Regions from separate parts of the Mus musculus genome. Here region 1 is linked to region 2. Evidence: chromatin contacts called from public Hi-C data. All regions are on one chromosome and are shown on one strand. The core of a region is the stretch at or near the end of the contact, and the rest is flanking DNA. Distances in the headings are between cores, read along the strand shown. Region 1 overlaps Gnao1 (guanine nucleotide binding protein, alpha O). Region 2 overlaps Gm26843 (a long non-coding RNA gene).

Evidence for each region. Hi-C and Micro-C count contacts between places; a contact is called where the count stands out from the background.
Region 1: a Hi-C map of cerebral cortex shows a contact between it and region 2, with 2.7 times the contacts expected there. The contact joins two enhancer-like sites. A contact is called at or near these places in 1 of 15 datasets of contacts at CTCF or cohesin (large pre-B cells), 2 of 484 Hi-C or Micro-C datasets (the N1E-115 cell line and cerebral cortex), 3 of 115 datasets of contacts at active chromatin or transcription factors (embryonic basal ganglia, heart atrium and neural progenitor cells) and 2 of 9 other capture datasets (adipose tissue and pancreatic islet).

What each region holds. Positions count from the first base shown.
Region 1 is chr8:93,887,588-93,892,880 of GRCm38.p6, reverse strand. All of the region lies in intron 2 of Gnao1 (guanine nucleotide binding protein, alpha O), which reads right to left. Among named protein-coding and RNA genes, the nearest start is that of 4930488L21Rik, 77 kb to the right of the region's middle. Within about 2 kb of position 3,615, at least 78 of the 459 cell types and tissues checked have an H3K27ac peak or open chromatin away from gene starts, as enhancers often do. A contact at or near this core is called in cerebral cortex, where this site is marked.
Region 2 is chr8:93,658,373-93,663,222 of GRCm38.p6, reverse strand. It overlaps Gm26843 (a long non-coding RNA gene), which reads left to right. Exons shown (of 10, transcript XR_003947433.1): 4 at 4,820-4,850. Among named protein-coding and RNA genes, the nearest start is that of Gm30606, 59 kb to the left of the region's middle. Within about 2 kb of position 1,287, at least 41 of the 459 cell types and tissues checked have an H3K27ac peak or open chromatin away from gene starts, as enhancers often do. A contact at or near this core is called in cerebral cortex, where this site is marked.

The sequences.
Region 1 (5,293 bases), core at 2,366-4,865, 230 kb before region 2:
GCATCTGGAAAATGTCACAAGACTCAAAAGTAAATTAAAGTGTGTGAGATACACATGGGAATTTAAGAGCAAACGCTGACAACTGTAGAGAAGGCACTGGGCACTCCGACTCCATGAGCAGGTCCCTCAGGAGGCTGGCGCTGAGCTGACCTGAGAGGTGCGCACGGGAGCTTTGCTGGCCTTCTGTGTGATGGGCTTCCCCAGAAGCCAGCGCAGATACCAGGACTTCATTTCTGAACCCTGGTCCTGCCACTCGTCTGGGGGTGCTTCCCAGATCCCAACTTCTTGAATGTGGGCTGTGATCCCATAAGATCCTATAACTGAATATAGGAGTTATGACAAATTGGATAATAGGAAAAGGTTTCTGAAGAATTAGTTGAAAATTAAATGTGTAATGAACCTGAGATACCTCTGGTAGGGCCCACCCATCCCGTGGGCTGCAACTTCACTGTGACACCAGCTGAGTACACAGTGAGAGCCTGTACACACTGCGCCTGCGATAAAGCCACATGACCACAACAAATGTCACCCGAAACACCCATGGTTCACAATATGACTACTGTGTGTCAGGAAATGTGTTTTTATTGTAGTACATACAAAGGTTTCTACTCATGTAGAGTACAAAAACTTAATTTTCCTATCAACATTCCTCAACATGTACAAGTAAAAATTATAATATATTATAAAATATATTAGTATCCTTTTGGTTTATTTTGCATTAGAATATTTAATTTTAAAAATTTCCATTTGAGATACTAACTTTGGCTCCATTAAAAAACCAAATCATTATATTAGTTTTGGCTTGGCATCGGGACAGAGTTTCTAGACTTGCCCCTCACATACTTCTGCCCTCCTGCACTGCATTTATACTATATATATATATATATATATATATATATATATATATACACACATATACACACATATATATGTGTGTGTGTGTTATATAAAGCACATATATGCTATATATACTGGTATACATTTATATTATGTGAAGCAGCATTCTCAACATTGATGATTATGAAATCAAAATGCTGAGCAGTGAGGACAGACTCCTGCAGTGTCAAATACAGCCAAGATCTAATTCTGTATGAATAAAGACAAACAAGCTCATCCATCTCATTAATATCCAACTTTGTTTTAACCTTTAACAAATGGTAAAAATACATGGATACCAAACAGTTGGTTTAAAATTAACCTTAAAAATGTTTTATCACCATTAAACTCTTGATTTGCTTACCTATACTATGTATACACACACCTGGGGTCATATAAAAATTTCTCTGGCAAAGAGGTTGCATGGGGAAAAAAATGAGAAAACCTTTCTTTAGATCCCTGGCTAGCCAATGGATTCATTTCCCACACCTACCTACTGAGGTAGGAAGGCTAGGTTTTCATTATATTCATTTAACAGAAGAAACTGAGGCTGGGAGCTTAAGCCATTGCCCAGTCTCTCTCAGCAGATCAGCTAGAGCTAAGGCCAGAACCCAGGTGTCCAAGCTGACCAGGTGTCCAAGCTGACCAGGTGTCCTTCCGACCACATCTGATCCATCCCCAGAATGCACAGATTATTGCCTATCAGGTGTCAGCCTGGTTTCTGGGGTATCCCAAAAGAAAAACGTAGAAAATGATGCAATTTGGATCAAGGGTTCAACAGTCATGAGTAGTAGTCCTGTAACTTGTCACACTGGCAAATACTGGTTTAAACTGGGCTTCCAGGGCTAACGTTTTACAGCATTCCCAAGCAAAGAATACACTTAGGACAAGAATATGGAGTCCACACAAGACAGCAGGGAAAGGGTCTGCAGTGCCAGGCTTGTCTTGTTCACACCATCCTCCTCCTCTCCCTCTTTCAGAGTTCAGGCTGACATCTTTGCGAATATTATATAAGGTCCCCTTATCTTCTATCTCCTCACATCATTCCAGTGACAGCCAGGCTGCTCCCATACCGCCTCTGCTGCGGAGGGTCTAACCGTGTCATCCCTGAGAAATGACTTCACTAAGCAGTCTTGTTTCCTCATTAGTAAATTGTTCTGAGAAATAAGATGGGTGTGGCTGAGCAAGCCAGACTGATGGGGGCATGAGGATCAGGAATTCAAGGCCAGCCTGGATTACAAGAGACCCTGTTTCCAAAATACAAAAACAAAAACCCAAGAGAAAAAGGAAGATCACAGGGAAGACACTCCAAATGGCGGCCAGTAGGAGTCGTGGTCTCATTCTAAAGTCAACCTCCCGGTGCAGTTTCTCTCACTTCTGGCCCAGAGGCAGCCCGACTGTGAGGGTTGCCACTTAATGCTAAATGTTCCACCTGCTGCATTGCTTCTACTCTGTAAAGCAGCCCCAGGCCCTGATAAAAATCACCAGCGCCTGCCTCTTTACAGAGAAGGTTAGATCACTTCCCGGGGGTGGGGGTGGGGGTCATACTGCTGGTGACTGGCATCTCAGGTCCTGTTTGTGACCTATGGGCAGAGGGTGAGAAGCTGGGCTGCTTTCCCAACCCCAGGCCCTCACCTCCAGGTTCCAGAGGCCCCAGTGTGCATACATATACATGGTATGCATATGCATGTGCACACAACTGCAATGCCTGTCTGATGTTCTGAGGTCCTGGAAAGGAAAGCGGGGCCCCTCCAAGTCCTCAGGGGTACACCCCAGGGGAGTTCTGTCCCATGATGGCTCAGGCCTGCGTCCTGGAGGTAGTGAGATTAGGGTTTGGAAAGCAGAAGAAAAGCTCCACAAGGCTTGTAGCAACAGCCAGTAGTCCCATGTACTGCAGAGGCCTTTGATGGAACTGCTGAGTGAATGAACAGAATCAAGTCCCAGTGATGTCGTGTGAGTCCCTAAAACCACCCATGCCTGAAGCAAAAGCTATCCCGACCCCTCTGACTGATACAAGCCACAGCATTCCTTAGTTTTTGCATAATCTAACATGACTTGAGCTTCAGTCACTCATCCAAGTCATGATTAAAATGTTCTATATTTGATAACAATAATTTGAGACCACCTCTTGGCATATTTGCTGGTTGACTCTTTTCTACCCTGGCTGGCTGCTGATATCTTGTTTCATCCACCTGTCCACTCCTTCCCAGAATTCCTGGCACAGGGACATTGAAGGTGGAAACATCTCTCCTTGAGCTGTGTGTACTTAGATGTACAAGATATGTCCCACCAAGGAGTTCACAGGCAAGTCTGCTTGTGTGCCTGTGTGTATTGGGTGAAATCAAATGGAGGTCAAGTTATTTCTCACAGTGTCCACCTTAAAATCCAGGACCCTGAGGGGCTGTTCTGGGTCACAAAGCCAGAAGAGCCAGGGGAAGGAGGAGTTTGAGCAGACGAGGTTGACTGCAGCCTGAGTATTCCACTGTGGACCAAAGCTGCCCGCTGCACTCAGGCTCCTCACAACACTGCTAAGTGGTTGATCTTGAGGGACAGGAACGGTGACAGGAGCTGACCACAGCAGGTGACCAATTTCCAGGAAGAGGCAATCAATGATGAGCCCTTGACCCCTTCCCCCGACTCTCTTTGCTGCCTTGGAGATGCTGTGGGAGGCCCAGACCTGGCTCTCATTGCTTTCAGCCCCTTCTCTAGGGCGGGGCTGCTTTTAGCTGCAGGAAGACTGCTGGGCACAGAGGCCTTATATGGTCACAGAGCCACAGGCTTGGAAGCAGGAAGGGACCTCACACACTCATCTGGCCTGGCAGCCTTTCTTGAATCACAGGCCCCTTTTGAGACTGTGACAAATGTATCAGCACAGGTTTTTCCCTCCATGTGTGGAGGTTTGTGAGAACCTGATCAAAAGCTGTGATTAACTCATTACTGGAGTTGGCTCCCCACCCCCTTCCCCGGCCTCACCATCCTCTGCTACAAGCTTGAATGATTTAGACTGGAGGGTGGGGGTTTGGGGGTGGTGGTGCCAGGCACTAGCTGTGCAATGGGGTGACTTCCCATAACTGCTGGCTGTCAACTGTTCCCATTGTTTTGTGTTCAGGGCCCAGAGGGCACTAGCCGGAGCGACTGCTGGTACGTTTAGTACACAGAGGTCGTCTTGTTTCTATCCTCCAGAGGAAAAGGACATGAGGTTGGTCCTAAGAGGCGGCGCCTATGAGGTGCATCTTTGAGTGTATCTGTAAGGGCATTCCCTAGCAGGTTTGCTGAGGAGATAACGTCTCATGAGCTGGGGTCCTGCACCAATTAAAAAGGAAGACAGATGAACACCAGCAGAGCTTCACCATGCCTCTGCCTCTGCTTCCTGGTTGGCCACCGAGGATCAAGGCACTTCCCCAGGCCTGCCTTCCTCACCCTGATGAACTGCACTGCCCTCAAGGAAGCAAAAGAAACCAAGCCTTCCTCCTTTAAAACTGTCTCTTGTCTGACACTGGTCACAGTCATGAGAGAGTAACTCACAGAGGTGATCTCTGGAGAATCTCCACCTGCCAGGAAGAAGACAAGAAAAGGCTGAGAAACGCCAGTTGGGGAGGGGGATGGGCTGCAGTGGGGACTCTGCCTGTTTATCAAATGGACATCCTGGGAGATCATATAGGCTGAGTCATCTTAATGATACTCGGGTGTGTCTGAGCAGGAACACAACCTCAGCAGACATTTGTCTGGGAACAGTTTTGCTTCAGGGATACATGATAACGGTTTCCAGTCACCATAGGCTTGATTGACCCAATCAACAGTGTGACTATAACTCTGGAGCTGTGGACCTACTAGGTGGCCAGTGACAATCCTGGCCTCACAGAACACAAGTGTAACTAGACACTGAACAGGAAGCCCCTAGCACACAGGGGCTCCACAGAGCCCATTAAAACACTAAGACGAAAATACGACTAGGTATGGTGCAGTGGGTGTCCTGTGCAGCCACACTAATAACACTGTAGGTGTAAGTTAGGGGAGTGGGCATGGATGCTGTGGAGAGGGGGAGGATGGATAGGCTGGAGCAACAGAACGCAACAGTCATCACTTTCGGTGGTAGTGGTCAGTGACTTGCTATTGTCTTCTTTCCGTTTGCTTCATTCTCAAAATGTGCACATGGTTTTATTGTTTAATTTTTTAGAGATTGTTATTAATAATTATGATAATTATTATTATTATTGGCACATGGGAGGGAACACACACCACAGCACACATGCAGAGGTCAGAACAACTTAAGGGAGTCAGTCCTTCCTTCCACCCTTATGGGTCTAGGGACTGATTGAGTCCTCCAAGCCTGTGCAGCAAGAGCCTTTACCCCGGATCACCTCGCTGACCTGCAACACATTATTTTCGATGGGAACCAGATACATTATGTTTAACA
Region 2 (4,850 bases), core at 38-2,537:
CACACACTCTACTCCTCTGCTGAAGGGCAGGGCCATGACCTAGTGTTTCCTAGCACAGGACTGGCCCTTATAGATAGTAACACCTAATTTGTTGAGACAAAGTGTCTTTTAGGGACCCAAAGGCATTCCCCTACATTGCAATCAAGTGGAGATCTGGAGTAAACCAGGGCAGTTTTGTGGGGGCGGGGTTGAGGAGCCTGGGAGTGGTCAGGAGGGACTGTCTGCCACGAAGCCATTGGATAGCTGCCCTGAAAATGGGTCGTGAAGGTGCCCTGGATGGGGAGGAGAAACACAGAGCAGAAATGTCATCAACCTCATAATTTGGCTGTTTCCCTAGCCCATCCCTCTTAAACCTATTTCCTGCAGCCAAACTGCAGGTTTAATATCCCAGCTGTAGATCCCTCTGGACACTCTGGCTCCTTTGGGATCCTACCTACCAGAGGTAAAAAAGACCGAAGGAATCCAGTTTCCTTTCAAGTCATCATCCGACTTCATTTTTGACCTGTTTCCTCATTCTAATTTAGTCAAATAAACCCACATACCTTAAAACGGTGCCCTGGACCACCGAGGTGCCATTACTCATTTAAGCACTGGCTGAAGAAAGGAAAGAAGCGAGCTCTTAGCTCTGCCAAGTTCCTACCCTGCAGCACCTCGGTCTCACTGGACTAGAAGTGGGACAGGACACCCCCCCCCCCCCTGCCTGTCGCTGAATGACGAAGGAGGCTGAGAAACCCACAGCCACAGAGGCTAAAGTATGAACAGAATGCTGAGGCCAGAGTCCATGTTTTCTTTTGGGGAGGGAGGAGTTAGAGGCAACTGGAGCACATGGTTAAAAGCAACAAGCCCCAAGCATCATCAGCCGGTGTCAGAGTTGGGCCTAGAACAGAATACTTCACTGAATCACACTGACTCTCCAAGTGCCTGGTGAAATGGACTCATGGCCCCCTAACTTTAAGCAACAGTCTTATTTTGGAGAAACAGGAAGTGGTCAATTTAGATGCTAAATGGTATAAGTAATTCATGGGGATTACGTTGGACAACGCTTGCTATTATGTTGCGTCTGCATGAGAGAGCCAACAGCGACTCTATTAACAATAATATATGGCGGCATGTGCCTCCCCGCGTCTCCATGCCTGTGTGCGTAAATATTTAAATTGGGGTGAAGGGATCACGGCGTCTGGGGAGAAGGAGGACGGGCAGGAGGGCTCAGCTCAGATCCAGGCTCCTGAGCTCTGAACACACCCAGCAGAACCTCCCCTCCGCGCTAGGTATGGGTCGAGATGAGCTCACCACTGCCCTCTGCTGTACGGAGGTGAATCTGCTCCTTGGCAGCTTCCCCTTGGCCAGGGTGGAGGTGGGTACTGAGTAAAAAGCTGCACACCAGCTGATCTGTGTCTCTTGAGGTCACACCCCGCCCCCTCCCCGACATCTTTGACATTCTTAGCGGCAGGCTAGGTAGGGCAGGAGCACCTGGTGCTCCGGGGCTCAATTGTGAGTAAAGTCAGCCATTGCCCCGCCCCCCCCCCCCCCCCCCCAGGCCCAGTCTGAAGAGGCTGAAAGTTCTGGCAATTCTATCTTTTATCTTTCTGGCTTTACTGGGGGGTCAAAGCTCAGAATATCAGAATGCTTCTTAAAGGTAAAGCTCCCTCTTGCCTTGGGCTAGTTCTCATTTGTAGGCACAGAGATTTGGGAGAAGAAGCCAGAAGACTACTTTCCTGAAAGAGGTCGTGTCCCCCCCAACCCCCCCCCCCCCGCGCGCGCCTTGCAGGATTTGTTGGCTGAATTCCCATGAGTCACCTCACATGATCTTTATAAACCTGTGTGTTACGTAGAATGGTAATTATTCTCATTTAAGAGATGGGGAAGGGAAGGCCTGGCAAGTTTGTTGCCTTTTGATTGATTTGGAGGTGATTCGCTAAGACAGAAAATGTTCCTCCGGTTGGAATGAAATTCATCAGGCGTTAGATGAAAACAAATTAAACTTCAAAGTAGCAACAAACAAGGCATTCAGTAATTAACTGGGTGATACGAGGGCAAAGCTTATTGCAGTTCCTTGAGTCTCATTCCCGATATCTCGGAGGCCCCAGCTTATGGCTGACTCTGAGATCTAAGATATGTCTCTTTTTAATGGGGTCACCAGGGAGCCTCATGGCAGAGACTTACTTAACTAACATTTTTCTTTATATGATAAAAATGTTTATGAATTTTTGGTCTCAAGTTTAAAATAAGCTATCCTAATCTATAAAGTTAGGGCAACAGTTATTGCTGCTTCCATTTTGATGCTGCTGAAGTTGAATTCAGAAGAGCCACCCGACCTTCGGCAATAGGTGTCCGCTTTGGTGTTCCTTCTGTGTCAGGCTTTCTGTTAGCCCAGGGAATACAGTAGTGGCCAAAGCACATCTGGTTTTGGTGCCCAGGAAGCGCATAGCCAAGCAGGGAAGAGAGACACACAGAACACTGCCCATTTGAGTATATAGAGACTGTATCCTGTGTCGAGTGCCACGGACTGGGACCAGGCACTGTGGACTCTAAGGGCGGGGCTTTGTCTAGCCAAGGCTTCAAGAGACACTTGCCTGGAATCCACAGGCTTTGCGGAGTTGGCCTAGCACCAGGTGCAGAGTAGTCAGGGCAGAGAGGTATTGTGAAGGTCCCGAAGAAATGAGTTGTTTGGGACATTCAGTGACCCAAGAAACCCAATATAGCTGGAGTATAGAGAACAAAGAGAGAATGGCCCAAGGTGTGGTTGGTGGGATCTGCATGGCAGAAGTTAATTTTTTAGCCGAAAAAATACAGCTTGTTAAGGCACAGTGGAGATTAAAACAGTCCGTATTTTTTTTTCCTTCGGGAGTTGCTATTTCTTCTCCCACTTTGCTACTCTGTTTTCAAACGCTGGTTGTTCAGGACCATAGCTCCTCCCATCCCAGGCTCTGCTCGGGCTGTGCTCCCCACAGCGCAATGGCTTCCACCTGCAGCCCCAGGTAAAAACGCTACTAACTCCTTCATAGACACACACATTTTAACGGATGAGGTCAATGAGGCAGATGATGCCAGCAAGTGGTGGGGTCTTCACACACTGAAGCATGCCCCTCTGCCCCCCACGCGCCATGTTCAAGCCCAGCACTGTCTGACAGAAAAGCCTACACTGGGACAGTACTCTGACCTCACTGTCTAATAGAATAGCGACTAGTCATACCTAGCTGCTGTAATCTGGAACTGGAGATTTTCAGTTAATTTTAACTTAAACTTACATAGTGCTGTGGTTTGAACGTGATTTGTCCTCCATGGGTTCCTGTGCCTGAACCCTTGGTCCCTAGGTGGTGGTGCAAGTTTGAAAAGGTGAACCCTTTAAGAGGTAGAGCCTCTCTGGTGGCAGTCCATCACTAGGGGTGGGCCTTGAGGCGTTACAGATTAGACCCACTTCCTATACATTCTCTGCCTCATGTTTCTGCCACCTTGTCTCCACTTCCACGATGGATTGTATCCCTTCTCTAAACCCAAATAGCCCCTTCCTCTTTTAATGTGCTTTTGGTCGGGCATTTGGTCAGTGAGGAGAAAAGAAGCCAATACACACAGCCCTCGTAGCTAGTAGGGAAGCACAGTGGGTAGCACAGCCCATGCTATTTCTTTGCATCACGGAATATGGACCCAAGACTGCCAGGTATTTTCAAGAGAAGCAAAAAAAAAAAAAAAAAAAAAAAAAAAAAAAAAAAAAAATCACTGAATTCTAAGTTGAAATTTTCTAATTTAAAAGTACTGGCAACAATTCAAAGTTTCAATATACACAGTGGTTACTTATGCCTTTAGGAAGATAGAATAGATACATTCTTATATTCTTTACATTCTTTAAATGCACATATATATGTATATATGTACATGTATGCATATCTATGCATATATGGGGATGTGGTGCTTTGTAGAATATATATGTACATATATGTATGTTTATATATACATATAGTACACACATTCATGTATATACACATATGTACACATATTCATGTTTATATACAAATATGTAATAGAAGATGATTCTGAACAGTGGAAATAAGAAAGCAAGATTTTAGAACCTGTTATGGTCTGGATCATAAATGCCCCCACTGGCTTATAAGCCTACACCTCAGTCTTTGGCCTTTAGCACTATTGGGAGTGATGGAAACTTTAGGAGGTGGGGTCTAGTACAAGGCAAGGAAGTCAGGGTACCAGGCAGGCTCTTAAAGTGAGGTATAAGGGACTTTGGCCCTTTCCTCCTCTCTCTGCTTTTTTCCTAGCTACCAAGGATGAACAGTTTTGCTTTAACCCATGATGATCCTCCCTACTTGCTCAAAACAAGACAGCCAAGTGACTTTGAAGTCATGAACCGAAATAAAACCTCCTTCCTTTCGATCTGTTCATCTCAGACACAATGTCAAGGCAATAGAAATCTAGGGGCCACGGGATCCAGGATAAGACCCGGGGATGAGCTCGCTAGGTTTTCTTCTTATGTCACATATTCTAGGTGGGAAACCAAAGAGCACACCAGAAACCCCAACAGGCATGGAAAAGCTGAGTCCCAATGGAAGCTTTCTCTTTCTGGCCAAACACTGGGAAGGGAAACTATCCCTCGGCACAAGCAGCTTTCAGACAGAATAACTCAAGTCAAATATTATGAAAAACTGTGTAGCTCCTCTCCCACCCATGCTAGGGAAGGGCCAGGCTTTCGTCCACAGAGGCAGCAGCAGCTCTGCTTAGACCTCATCAGACAAAACCAAGAGGAGAACTGCAACTCGCCTTTTGTGAACGTAGGAGAAACAACCAACCATGCCTCCCTTTTCTCCCACAGGCAACTCTGCCAGTAGTGGAGACCACTTGGG